Regions from separate parts of the Hordeum vulgare genome. Here region 1 is linked to region 2. A link is a contact called in public Hi-C data. All regions are on one chromosome and are shown on one strand. Each heading gives the region's core, a stretch centred on a gene start, on an enhancer-like site or on the middle of the called end of the contact. The rest is flanking DNA. Distances are from core to core; before and after follow the strand shown. Region 1 holds the start of LOC123445058. Region 2 holds the start of LOC123445055 (protein SEMI-ROLLED LEAF 2).

What was found. Hi-C and Micro-C count contacts between places; a contact is called where the count stands out from the background.
Region 1: a contact with region 2 is called in a Hi-C map of leaf, with 2.7 times the contacts expected there. The contact joins the promoter of LOC123445058 here to the promoter of LOC123445055 in region 2. A contact is called at or near these places in 2 of 6 Hi-C or Micro-C datasets (leaf and seedling) and 1 of 1 datasets of contacts at active chromatin or transcription factors (embryo).

What each region holds. Positions count from the first base shown.
Region 1 is chr3H:559,698,101-559,705,372 of MorexV3_pseudomolecules_assembly, forward strand. LOC123445058 reads left to right here and starts at 2,589. Exons shown (of 15, transcript XM_045121983.1): 1 at 2,589-3,098; 2 at 5,868-6,126; 3 at 6,203-6,297; 4 at 6,381-6,430; 5 at 6,939-6,988. The coding sequence starts at 2,975.
Region 2 is chr3H:559,508,324-559,515,483 of MorexV3_pseudomolecules_assembly, forward strand. It overlaps LOC123445055 (protein SEMI-ROLLED LEAF 2), which reads right to left and starts at 2,456. Exons shown (of 20, transcript XM_045121979.1): 1 at 2,382-2,456; 2 at 1,715-2,295; 3 at 1,529-1,603; 4 at 1,022-1,137; 5 at 828-942; 6 at 611-739. The coding sequence starts at 1,849.

The DNA of each region.
Region 1 (7,272 bases), core at 1,339-3,838, 190 kb after region 2:
GCTTTTACCTCCATCGGAGGGGCCGAACCTGGGTAAACTCGCGTCTCTCGATTCCGACCAACCCCTCTCATGCTGCCAGATAGCTGCGATGGCCTCACACCTAAGTTCTCTCACGAGGACATATGCCGTGATAGAAACCACGACAGTCACTCTTGCAACCCATCATCTACTTATTACTCCACAATGACTTCCGTTAGGCCCATAACATGGTGAAGTGTCAGGTAGTCGACGTTCATATGACACAACTAAATAAAGTAACAACATACATATCATCAAAATATCGAACGAATGCCAACTTTATATGATTACTTATAACTGGACTTCTCCCATGTCCTAAGGAACAATAGTAACTAGTCACACCTCATCAACATGTTCAACATCAGAGGTGTAATAAATATGATCAAGGATCTGAACATTATGTCTTCCACCAAGTAATCCAACTAGCATCACCTACAAGATGTAATTACAACTAGCAACCTAGAGATACCAATCTGAGATTTTGAGACAAAGATTGAATACACGAGATGAACTAGGGGTGGAGATGAGATGTTGTTGGTGAAGATGTTGATGAAGATTAGTCCTCCCACGAAGGAGGAAGTGTTGGTGATGACGATGGCTTCGATTTCCCCCTCCCGAAGAGGAATTCCTCCGGCAGAATCGCTCTCCCCGAGAGCAAAAGGGCCTATGCCCAAGTTTCCGCCTCGAGATGGCGGCGCTTCGTCCCGAAAGTTATGTCTTGATTTTTTCTAGGGTAAAACACACCATATAGGAGAAGAAAGGCGTCAGAGGATCAACAAGGGCCCCACAAGCCATAAGGGCGCGACCTCGGGGGGGGGGGGGGAGGCGCACCCTGTTGTCTTGTGCCTATGTGGCTGTCCCTATGCGGTGTATTTTTGACTCAATAATTGTTATATATCCCAGATAAAATCTCCGTGAAGTTTCAGGTCATTTGGGGCAACTTGATTTTTCTGCCTTTTTCTCGGTATCTCGGTCGAGAATTCCAGTTTCGAGATACTCCCCTCTTCGTAACGTACCTTACATATTTAGAGAGAAAAGTCATAAGAATTACACAATAATATGAAATAATGAACAATAATAAGACAAATATCAATAAAAATTCATGATACAAAATGGACGTATCAGGTTGCTAAGAGCAACACTTCAACATGGAGAACAACTAGGATTTATGGTTTTTCGTCTTTGAACTATTTGGTGAAGGGAAAGGCTATATGGCATGGAGATGTTTCGTCGAAGGACTTCATCAACTAAATCCCTTATTAAATAGTGTGGAATTCCTTAACTCAAGAAAAGTAAATAAACACTACAAATAACCTATGTGCAAAGACGCTTGAGTTTTGTTTTCACCTTTTTGATTTTCATCTATGCTCGACAATTTTCATAGTTGATACTAAGATCCGTCATGCATTTTAGTGGTCTCGTTAGTTCATTTATCTGTCATCACCAACGTCAAAAATCAATTAGGTTCTAGCTAGATGCACTTCCACAAGTCACACGTCTAACGTTTAGGCCAAATCTACAACTCTACAAGGTATCGAGAGCATACGGTTATACATGCCTCCGATGCCCCCTTTGACTTGCTATCAGTGCAAAGTAGTACAAAGATACAAAACATGTTCTAACCCCCCGCTGACCCACTTAGCTTAAACTGGTAACGTCAAGTAAGGCGTCAACGCTGGCTCGTCTCGGTTCACCAAGGCACTCCGCTTGACATGCAAACGCGAGTATAGACCAAAAAAACGAGCAATGCAATTAAGAAGCAAAACGAGAAACCTTATTTCCAACATCATCAATACAACGTATGACGGAGACTTTTTTCCCGCCATCGCAACCGTCATTAAGATGAGTGAAAAAAAACTAACCTTAATTACCTGCACTTCTAGTATATCTGCCTCTCAATCGAAAATTAATCCAATATTTATTAATAGTGTATTCAAAACTCACTTGTTCTGTTTTTTTTATTTTTGGTTTGGAAATTCACTTGTTCTGTGTTAACTACCCAGGTTTCTATTTCTGGCCTCCTGGCCGAAAGGCTAACCCGGACATTCCTGCAAGATCCACGCCATTGTCTTGATCACTTGCGTTTCCATATCGGGCCCCTGCGCCGGACCGGAGGAAGTACTACGTGGCCGGCACGAACCACTTTGCCAAAACAGGCGCCTGAACCGGTACGCAGAAGTAGCTTCCATCCCACGGCGCCAGACGCGCGTGCCTCCCCACCCGATACGACACGTTCCTCTCCCGACACGGTCGGACGGACAGGACACCCCTCTTCCCCCGATCCGACGGCAGCCACACGGCCACACGATTTCTCGCGCGGTTTTTCTCGTCCCGGCGACCGCACATTTATTACCTGCCCGCCCTTCTTACGCCACACCCCCCGAGCTATCACGCGACGAACATAAACGCCCCCCGAGGCAAGCAGCGGGAGGGGCCAAACTTAGTTTGTAAGCTTTTCGGGGGCGCGGCGGCGAAGCGTGTAGCACTTTTGCTTCGGCGAGCCCTCTTCCCCCTCCTCTCTCCCTGCGACTGCGAGTGCGAGTCCACACACTGTCAAGTTCAACTCCCCCCCAAAGATTCCAATTTTCCCCCGCCCAGCTCCCAAATCGCTCACGCGGCCCGCCGAATCCCCAGATCCCCACCCCCTCCCGCGCGCCCCGGCCCCCGGCTCCGCCCAATTCTAGGGTTTCCACTCCCCTCCCCAAGCTCCCACCGCCAGATTAGGGTTTCCATTTCGCATTCCGCCCTGCCGGAGCTCGCGGTTCCGGCCGATTGGAGCCGCCAGCGCGCGGCCGGCTGCCTAGGGCCTGGATTTCCGGTGGCAGGGGCGGGGGGATGTCGTGAACGCCGGAGCTTGTCTGCTCTTCCCTGTCCGTCGGGGAGCCGAGGTGAGCTGAGCTCAGGCTAGGCTAGGGTTTCGTGCTGCGCGCTCCGTTAGCGAGGAGCGCGGCCGGAGATGTTCTACTCGCAGTTCATCTTGGCCAAGAAGGGCCCCCTCGGGACCATATGGATCGCCGCGCACTTGGAGCGGAAGCTCCGCAAGAACCAGGTCACGGACACCGACATCGGCGTCTCCGTAGGTGGGTGGTTTCCGCTGCTCCTTCGGATCTGGAGCTTCATTTCCTGTTGTAATATGCATACTTCCTCCACGATATGCCCTGGCAGCCATGCAGAGTGGCGGAAAAATAATAATTATGCTCTTTCGCTAACGCTCATTGCTGCTGTATCTGTCAACACTTAAAATTTGCCATATTTGGCGTGTTTATGGCGTTGCTGTATGCTTATTGCGTAGTTATTGCTAGTGGATTAGTAAAGGTGTTACCTTTTTCCCGGCTGCTAGTCTAACTAGCTCCTGCTCGTCACCAGCGGACGTGCAATTAGTTGCCGAGTATGCCAATAAGCTGATTTTTTTTTTGTATATCCTCTACTGCTGGATTATTCGGTATTGCACTACATGGTATTTGTCTCCTTGCTACTGTCTGAGTAGTGTAGAAGTTTACAACCCATTTGATTTGTTAGTTAAATAATGTTAACGGTCCAGGTGCATTTCTATATAGACTCAATGAAATCTTGAAAAGGGCCATGCTTTTAGAGCTTTCCTATTGTGGTTCATTGCTTTCGAGGAGCGAAAGGAAATGTCACCTTGATACTCACTAGTTGCTAGGTCACCAAGAGTTACAAAAATTATTTTTGTATCCACGGCTATCGGTGGACTTCGTTTGAAGAACTAGGCACTGGTGGACTTGTAAAGTCTATCATAGCGGTTAGGTAAAGCTTATAGTCCGAGAATGTTGTCAGCTTCCTGATGCCTTGTGTCTCATGTGTGGTTGTCTACGTGCTATGCCCTAAGCAGAATGGTTCACCTTTCTAGGCAGACTACTCCTTGACTAGTTTTTGTGTTTTGTCGTATCTGTTTTGGGGAAGTGTGTTTATGCATTGTACATGCGATGAGCAGCGATTTACAGAACCCACACGTTCCGACCATGTTTGAAAACACACATGAGAGTTTTCTTCAGCATAGTCTGTTTCAAATTTAACCTCCTCAAATGGGTATTTGTTTTATTTTTCTTGATACAGATAATTTGATTTTCTTTGTTTTACATGTACTGAAATGAAGCATAAAGTGAGAGGGTAGACTTCCAGTAAATGTGTGCTTTAGCTATTGTTGCACTTTGGAACCATTTTCTGTTTACAATCCTGTAGAGAATAAATGGTGTACCAATAATAATTTAAAGAAAAGGCCAGACTACAACACAAGGAGAGTATGTTTAATATCCAGACAGAGTACACGAAGACAATGCAATGAAAGGAAAGCCAACAAATAGAAAGTTAAAGAACTGAATAGCATGTGTATTGCCTATTGCTTGAAAGCCGAAAAGTTTTGTAACTTTGAAGTGATCTTGGAGCGTATTGTGAGGTAGCAATCCACAACCCTATTATCTTTGGAGGTTTGAATGATGATTGATCACATTTACTTTCTTTCTTCATACGCAATGGTCTGTTGCTGAATGTAAAGATGATGCTTCCATTTAAATTTTAAAGTAAAAAAATACCCCCACTTCTTCTTGTAGACAATGATAATGCTGAAATGCTCCAAAGGTTGCCAACTAATCCATCTCACTATCCATTTGAAGTATAACATTTAACACATGATGCTCAATATTACGAGGAACCATGGACTTGAAGGAATGAGGCAGTATGATGTGTAACTGTAACACTTCTTGGTGAGAAACCTTGGATGAGACAAATAGGTCTTGGAAGTTGATCCAAGAAAACTTCATCTAGTTTTACGTTGTGCAGCAATCCTGACACACACACACACACACACACACACACACACACATAAATAAATAAATAATTTCCTGTTACTTTCATGTAGCGTCAGGCTAGGTTTATAATGATTTTAGGTAGCTAAGACTACTAGAAATTTTATTCCAATTTCAGTATAACATATGTCATGATTACATATTTTTACCAAGGGGCGTGGAGCCGTAAAATATCGAACAAAAAATCACGTGTACTTCTATTATGTCTTAACCTAGAATTTTTTCTTGAGAATTGTTGCTTTCTTGTTCTTAGCATGCACATGCATAATTGTGTCCAGAGGTATTGGCAGTAATTATTATGGAATTTCCTGTTAACGATTATCATTTTGGCAAATAAAATTGGTAGGTATAATTTTCTTTTACGAAAAAAAATATTCTGTGTGGATAGTTTATCTTTTTGTTGAAAGAAGTAGTCTACTATGTCATGAGTCAAGCGGTGTAGTGTCAGGTCGGACTCTTTTGATCTCATGCAGATGCTACTTTTCTGTCATTCTTTGCTGTAGGCTTTTATCATTTTGGCTGAGCCATCGTGCTCCATAAACTGCGTCGTTGACACATGTAATCGTACTTATTCGTGAAGAGATGGCACGGATAATCACAAATCACGAGTGCACCATCCCTTGGCAAGAGTCAGCTCAGAAAGTTAATCGGTGGGAAGATTTATCTCAAGTTTCCAGTATATGGAAACAATGATCTCTCACATGGATTTAATATTTCTAATTAATTAATCAACTGTTTGGTGGGTTATCGCAGGAAGATTTTATACAAACATAAACTCACAAGTCAAAGAAATCAGCACTTTATGACTGGCGCATACTTATTTCGAAGGAACTAGAGAATGTTGTTAGTTTGTTACTGTACTATGAGTCAGCTTGACAGGGCAACCAACCGCTCATCTCTGAAACAATCTCTATGGCAATTGATATACTTTTGGATAGAAGTGCTGTTTTGTCCTGATATTTCTCATTTCTCTGTTCCATGCTCTTATTTTTAGCAGAGTGCTAATTATTAATATTCCTGCAGATTCAATTATATTCCCTGAGGTTCCGATTGCGCTGCGATTATCCAGCCATCTTATGGTAGGCGTGGTCAGAATCTATTCTCGGAAGGTCAACTACCTATTTCATGATTGCAGTGAAGCTTTGCTCAAGATAAAACAAGCATTTAGGTCTGCTGCTGTTGATCTCCCCCCTGAAGAATCAACTGCTCCATATCATTCTATAACACTTCCTGAGACATTCCACCTTGATGATTTTGAGTTACCGGAGGCTGAATTTGAGGGGTAAGGTCACAACTCTTGGTGTGATGTTTGTTTAAAATATGCCCTTCAGTTGTCTAAAGACTTCACCATGCTCCAGGGACATTGATCATCATATAAGCTCAAAAGAACAGATTACCCTGCAAGACAACCCAGAGAGAACAGGATATTCAACATCTGAATTTGGTTTAGATGGTTGGTTCTTTCTGTGTTCACATCTTTTACTTTTGAAATTATGAACTTATCTGTTAATGATGTAAGCATTTCTAAATGTACAGAAAGATTTGGTGATGGCAGTTCTTCACATATGGGTTTTGATTTGGAGGAGGTAATCTTAACTTAATTAACCTTTTTCCATGTGTCTGCTGCAAACATTTGTGGTGCACATTGCGCATTATATTCTGCATGCTGTTAAGGCGTATAGGATCATTTGGAGGATGGCATTGGACAGTTGGTCAATGGTTCTGAGTGTGACATGCATTTATTTGTTCTTGAAATTATCTGCATTTGTCTTCCAGCTGTATTGGTTTATTTTGGTTCCTTACATAATAAATGTGCTAATTCATTGAAACAGAAGTCATTTATATTGGGTTATATTCGGTTCGTTACATAATAAATGTGCTAATTCGTTGAAATTAAGGTTGTTTATGCAAGTCAAAGATTGAAGAAAGCCCTTTAACTCTTGTCCTTCTGTGTCTTCTTTACATTATGTGACTTAATTAAATACTCCCTCTGTATCAAAAAATGTCTTATATTTTGATAGAGGGAGTAGCAGTCAGAGACAGATAATCCAAATGTTAAACTCTCTTCAAATGCTGACTTATTTTTGTTCTCAGGAATTATTGCTGGCGAAGGATCACCCAATTCAACTCGAATCTGGTGATGGGTAAAGTCACATCTTTTGTCTTTTGAACACTAATCCCATGGGCTTTTCTTGGAATCTATTATATTGCCTGGTTGCAAGGGCCTGTATTTGGGTTTTATAGTTACCAAGAAATGATTTTACGTTTCTCCAGGCTGTTTACTTCGATTTTAGTGTCAAACTTTATATTGTATAAACCTACTATAAGAAGATCAGTTACTAGCCTCTGCTGTCAGATATATAGATGTCCTTCCATATATGTTAACTGTTTGCATGCTGAGTTGCAGTTTTCATTGATTTATCATGCA
Region 2 (7,160 bases), core at 1,206-3,705:
GGTGGTCAAACAGTCAAAATGCAATAGAAAATATATTTTCTACAGTTAATCACTTCTACTCCTATGATATTACTTGCTGGGAAGAAACAGTAATGCAGAGAAAGTAAAGATTACAAGTGGTTGAACAGTCAGACTGTGATACAAAATATATTTTCCCAGCTTAATCACTTCTACTCCTGTGAAAGTACTTACTGGGAAGAACAGGTAATGCAGATAATATAACCATAAAACTTTTTTTTTATCTTCACATTTTGTTACAAAGTACAGTACTATAACAAAACATAGCATGGCAAGATATCAGCACGATGCACAAAAACTGTATTTGTTCCACCGAAAGTGAAAGATGGATATAGAGCCTATATAATAATGTCTCGTTATCTGTTGAAAGCCTTGAAAAGTTGAAAACATATAGTTGAGGTACAAAAGTTCATATTTATGAAGCACGTGAAATTGTATAATGGATGGAAATGGTAATTAGTTCATTTGTTCTACATGATTATTCCTGGTTTAACACAACTGTAAAATATAAGCCCTCAAATGACTGGCAAACATACAACAGCCTTGCCCTTCTCATCAGAGCAATTAAGCAATAGATTGTCATTTGTCTTACCATTGAAGCAAGAGCTTGGAGTGCAGCAGATCGAAGTCGGATCCCTTGGTCATCTTCCCTTAGTTCTTGAGCAATTTTGCATAGTTTTGGTATCATGCCTTCTAAACTAAACATATGTGTGCTGTCAACCTATATAAACATTCAATTTAAAAATAAGCAGATTGCAAGTACCTAGAAGATAAATTAAATCTAAGTTGGTATGTGTTACGCTAATAACCTGGCCATCAAGAAAGTCAACAAGCAATAGACAACCCAGGATCTGCAAATCATCACTTGATTTCTGATCTAGAAGAGTGCGGACAATACACAATGTGCTTGTGGCCAGCAATGGTCTGAACAAGAAATCAGTCTGTTAGCCAAGGTTAGTCACGAATGCATCAATGAAAAAACAACATCAACATTTGCACTTACGAATGCTCCTTGCATGAACGCAGAAGTTTCCTATATATGCAAGGAACAACTTTGGCCAGGGTAAAATTCTCATGTCTCAGTTCTTTATAGCATCTCTGCTCAAGATACTCTGTGATCTGCAGACACAGGAGTACACTTAAATCCGGTCTTACAAAGTTTGCTCATTCATAATTTTGCTTCTTCAAATCTTAACTATTAAATCCTGAACAGGCAATTAGCTAAGCATCATTCCGATGTGGTGCGAACTATGGAAGTAACAACGGATTTACCAAGAACTTGCAAGAACAATGGACATTGGCTCATTGCAGTAAAGACAATTGTAGAGTGGTAATCACTGGTGAGCACAGAAGTAACAAGAAGGTGACTACTTGGTCCAGTATAAGAATCTCTACGTTGCATTACTGAATTCAGTTTCTTCCCCTGGCCTGGCTCCAGTCTCAAGCAACTCCAGTAACAGGAATTGGACGATAATAAGAAAAACAGGGCGGATGCCGAATGTGTTGTTACCTTTGGTATGCGGGTTGGATTTCTCGAGACATAATCACAGAGTTTGCCGATCCTTCTGTCATTCGGTTCTCCATCCTAAGGCGGCATCCCAAGTTCAATTAGCAAACTCCCACACATTTGAATGCAGAACTATAGTACCATGATTAGAAAATTGGAATGCTACTGTATTAGGCAGGCTGGCCATACCGCGGGCAGCTGGTAGATCTCCGAGATGATCTTCTTGTAGCGCTTGACTGGCTGTCGTGACCTTGCCCGCAGCGAGGGGCAGAAGTAGCAGAGGCTGCTGCACGCGGGCAGCACCCGGCGCGACATCACCCCCATCCCTCTCCTCGTCCCTCAAAAGGCCTCCGAAGCTTTTCGACCGAAATGTGGTGATACAGCACAGACTGCAACTCCCCAACCGTCCGACCTCTTTGCTACGACGGCGATTCCAAGAACTGGACTCCCTTGGACTTCGATCAGACTGGGCCGAAGCAACGCGAATTGGTTGTAGCAGGGGAGCGCTAGAGTAGAGAAGCCCCCCTCGCCTTCCTCACGTTCCCGGAGCCAATTGGAAACTTTAGTTGAGATCAAGAAACGGCAAGAATTCCCCTCGCGTCAGAGTTGACTCTGACCAAATCTAATCCAGGCCGGTGCTGGGACTTTTAAAAGGCGGCGAATTCCCCGGGTCAAATCCGGCAAAGAACGCGGCGTTCCCCTCTGGCGAACTCCGAGCCGCGGCGCGACGGCGCCAAGAACAGCCGCCGACGCCCGGCCGAATCCAGCCCCTGCCAAAGATCAACTCTTTCTCCTCAGAACCAGCGTCCCACACAACTCAGATCGCAGCCGAACGCAAATGAGGCAAGGAGCGAACCCCGTAAGAGAACCGGCGACGGATCCACCCACCTGCGAGGGAGAGGCGGGGAGGGGCGAATCCGGTGGCCGGCGGGCGGCTGCGTGGCGTGCGGGCGGGCGGGTGGGTGGGGGCAGCTGGAGGCGACAACGGGGCAACGGTCGCCTCGTCGGCTCCTTGTCGTCTTCGCCGCTGCTGGGAGGAGGGGGAGGGGTTGGAGGAGGACTAGTAGTAGTAAAATGCGGGCAGCTGGAGGTGCGGCGGAACATTCATAGCGGCGGCACGGGCACGGCTCGGGAGAGGCAAGCGCGTTGCGGTTTCTCTGCTAGTAGTACCGTGCGTGCGTGCGAACGGGGGAATTCTTCGAGGGGCTTCTCGGCAAAAAAGGAAAAGAAGGTGCCTCGTTGCTCTTTTCTGGAATCTGACAGGTGGGCACGTTGCGCGAGGCCGCCTGCCCGTTTGGGTCCTGCGCTGCCCTTGCCTGGCCAGCGGAAGTTACGAATCCGCCCCCCGACGGTTCGATTTTTGTATTTTTGGTTGACGGTGTCGGTGACGTTGTGGCCCCGACGTGGCTAGGGCACTGCCATGTACTCCTACTCCTACTCCCTCCTCCGTTCCACTGATTTTCTAATACATCAATGTCAAACAGGGCTGTATTTGATCATGTTTTAAGAAAAAAAAATACAACGTTTATAATGCAAGACTAGTATCTGACAGGTTGGGATGAGGTGGAGCATTTGAGTTGACGTGGTGTGCTGGGGCATTGGTCCAACGTGGAGCGTTGTACATGCTCTAATCGATGAGTTGAATGTCTTCACTACTTTACAGCAAATATCTTGTTACGGAGGCATTCGTAATAGAGGTTATGTTGTTGTTTTTTTTAACATAGATTGTGTTGTAGGAATATTTTTAACATAGGTCATGTTGAAGAATTCTTTTTGTAACATTGGTCTTGTTGTATTGCGGGATATAGTCCTTAGTTAGTTTGCAACAAGGGGCTAGTTACAAAACCATTTTTGAAATAATAGACCAGTTACAGAACGTTGATACTAAGGGTTTGGTTCCTCACCATATGATTAAGAACCATCCAACGGACATGAAGATGGTAGAAGCTTGCACATGATCGGTCGGATGAAGGTAATCATTTTCCTTAAATTCATCATGAAGTATACTTTTATATTTTGTCTACTAGAACGTTAGTTGTTGATAATTTATTCAATAAACCTGGTCAAAGATAGTCATGCTTGACTAATACGCACTACATTGTGAAGCGGAAGGAGTGTCTTTGCGTGGAGAACAACTGAGCCCACATTTCATATTCTTCACCGCATGAACATTTCAGTGTGTTCTTCTAAAAATAATGTGTTCGGTTGGTTCCATGTAGCCTCAAGGTTGAGAGGGGAACGCCGTTGCCGGCCACGACAACATTGGTGGGTGAGACTGAACCCGGAACAAGCAAGGAGCGTGTCATCGATGACAGGAGTGAGTCTGGATCTTATTTTTTCCGCATTGAAGCCTAACATTTTACTAGTTAGGCCCCACGTAGACAAAAAAAATTGTGCCCTCACTCACTTGGGCCTCATTAAAATTGTGGGTTGTGTCCGCCGCCCGAGTTTGAGGCTTGACGGGCTCATATGTGATGAAATGTAGGAATCACCATAACCGGAATAAAAGTTGGGGTTAGAGGTGTGTGAAGGGAGGAGGCATAGCAACAAATGTGGTGGCTTTTGTATGTTGGGACAACGATACACACGCAATGGCGTTGTCGGGCATGGGTGATGGGGCACATATCATGATGCTTGGTTGTAGAGGAATAATAAGGGAGGATGAAAAGGCCGAGCCTTTGGGTAATGATCTCGCAGTTGAGAGCAAATTGACATAAAAGAAAAAATTATATGCAACTCGCTAAGAGTCGGTCCCAAAACATAGGAGTTTCACGAATGGAATGTGATTTGGTGAGTACCTCCAATAACCTTGTCGTTGAGCTTTGAGAGCTCAGTTTGAAGGACCATTGAGTTTAAGACAATTGGCCCTAACCAGAATCATGGATTTAGTTTGTGAACTATTAAGTTTCCTCCACACTAAGATGCATGGCGCTAATCAAGCTAACTTTTGCGTAATTCGGCCCTAATGACGTCAAACAACTCGCCAGTTCCCTGTGTTTCCAAGAAATATGTACAAAATCTCAGTTTGGCATGAAAAAGAGTGCCAAAACGTACGACCTTGACATGAGGGAAGATGAAACCGACCTAAAAGGAGCATAAACTATAATAGTGCCAAGACGGGCCAGGAATGTAGGTGGTGAAGCTATTTGTCGAAGCTTATCTCTCCCAAATAATAAAGCACCGTGTGCTTCTGTCGTCCGTCGTGGTCGTTTTGCAGAAAACCCCTAGAGTTTCCCAAAATCAACCCGCAGTCCGGATTTAAGTGAGAAACGAATCGTTTTTTGCATTTTTACAGGAAACCCCTGTGAGTTCCCGATATCAACCCACAGTACGTAATTAAGTGAGAGAACGAAACGTTTTTTGGAAATTTTGAAGAAACCTCCTTCAGTTTTCATAAAATAAACCCGCAATACATACTTGAGTAAAAAACAATCGTTTTCCATATGTTTTCAAAAACACCCCTACAACTTTTAATTAATTAATCTGTAGTTCAATTATAAGTGCAACATACTTTAAAAAATCATATTTTTAAATGATAACTCCAATTTTACATTATTATATATGAAAATTTATTAGAAAAATATGTAGAATCTGAATATAATGTTAATTAATCTATTTAATTTTTTAAAATTCTGTTTATAATGTAATTTTAATCAACAGTGATGCGGACAATCTAAATATAATGTTATTTTATCTATTTAACAATTTTAAAATTATATTTGTGCTGTAATTTTAATCAATAGCGTGCAATCCATTTTTTCATAACGAGGCCGATCCATGTTGTTAATTAATCTGCGGTCCAATTAACAAATACTTTAAAAAATTATATCTTTTAAACTCTAACTCTAATTTTAAATTATTACATATAAACTTTTGATATGTCCATTTTGCATCATGTTTTCATGTTGATATTTATCGCTTCTTTGGCTGTTATTTCACTTCACGGTACAATTCTTATGCCTTTTCTCTCTTATTGTGCAAGGTTTACATGAAGAGGGAGAATGGCGGAAACTAGAATTCTGGCCTGAAAGTGGAGCAAAATTGAGATACCTATTCTGCGCAACTCCAAACACCGTAAAAATAAACGAGGACTTTTTCCTGATTTATCAAAAATACTGGGTCGAAGAAGTGCGAGAGGGGCACCAAGGGGTGCCCACAAGCCTGCACGGCGCGACCACCCCCCTAGGTCGCGCCATGAGGGCTTGTGGGCAGCTCACTGGCCCACTTGCTCCCCTCTTTTGCTATATGAAGGCTTTCGTCCAGGAAAAAATCAAGGAGGAGATTTTTCGTGGTTTCGCCGCCGCCACGAGGCGGAACTTGAGCATAACCAATCTAGAGCTCCGGCAGGACGATCCTGCCGGGGAAACTTCCCTCCCGGAGGGGGAAATCGTCGCCATCGCCATCACCAACACTCCTCTCATCGGAGGGGACTCGTCACCATCAACATCTTCATCAGCACCATCTCATCTCCAAACCCTAGTTCATCACTTGTAACCAATCTCCGTCTCGCGACTACGATTGGTACTTGTAAGGTTGCTAGTAGTGTTGATTACTCTTTGTAGTTGATGCTAGTTGGATTACTTGGTGGAAGAGTTTATGTTCAGATCCTTGATGCTACTCATTACCTCTCTGATCATGAATGTGATTATGCTTTGTGAGTAGTTACTTTTGTTCCTGAGGACATGGGATAAGTCATGCTAATAGTAGTCATGTGAATTTGGTATTCGTTCGGTAATTAGATATGTTGTATGTTGTTTTTCCTCTAGTGGTGTTATGTGAACGTCGACTACATAACACTTCACCATTATTTGGGCCTAGAGGAAGGCATTGGGAAGTAGCAAGTAGATGATGGGTTGCTAGAGTGACAGAAGCTTAAACCCTAGTTTATGCGTTGCTTCGTAAGGGGCTGATTTGGATCCACTAGTTTAATGTTATGGTTAGACTTTGTCTTAATTCTTCTTTCGTAGTTGCGGATGCTTGCGACAGGGGTTAATCATAAGTGGGATGCTTGTCCAAGTAAGGGCAGTACCCAAGCGCTGGTCCACCCACATATCAAACTATCAAAGTAACGAACGTCAATCATATGAACATGACGAAAACAAGCATGACAGAAATTCCCGTGTGTCCTCGGGAGCGTTTTTCCTCCTATAAGACTTTATCCAGGCCTGTTCCTTGCTACAAAAGGGATTGAGCCACTTTGCTGCACCGTTGCTACTTCTGTTACTTGTTGCTCGCTACGAATCATCTCACCACACAATCACTTGTTACCGACAATTTCAGTGCTTGCAGATATTTCCTTGCTGAAAACCACTTGTCAGATCCTTCTGTTCCTCATTGAGTTCGACACTCTTACTTATCGAAAGGACTACGATTGATCCCATATACTTGTGGGTCATCAAGACTCTTTTCTGGCGTCGTTCCGGGGAGTGAAGCGCCTTTGGTAAGTGGAACTTGGTAAGGAAAGATTCATATAGTGTGCTGAAATTTATTGTCACTTGTCACTATGGATACTAATTGTTTGAGGGGCTTGTTCGGGGTATATTCACCTCGAACGGAAGCACAAATAGTTGCTCCTCAACCTGCTGCACCTACTGAAAATATTTGCTTTGAATTTCCTTCGGGTATGCTTGAGAAA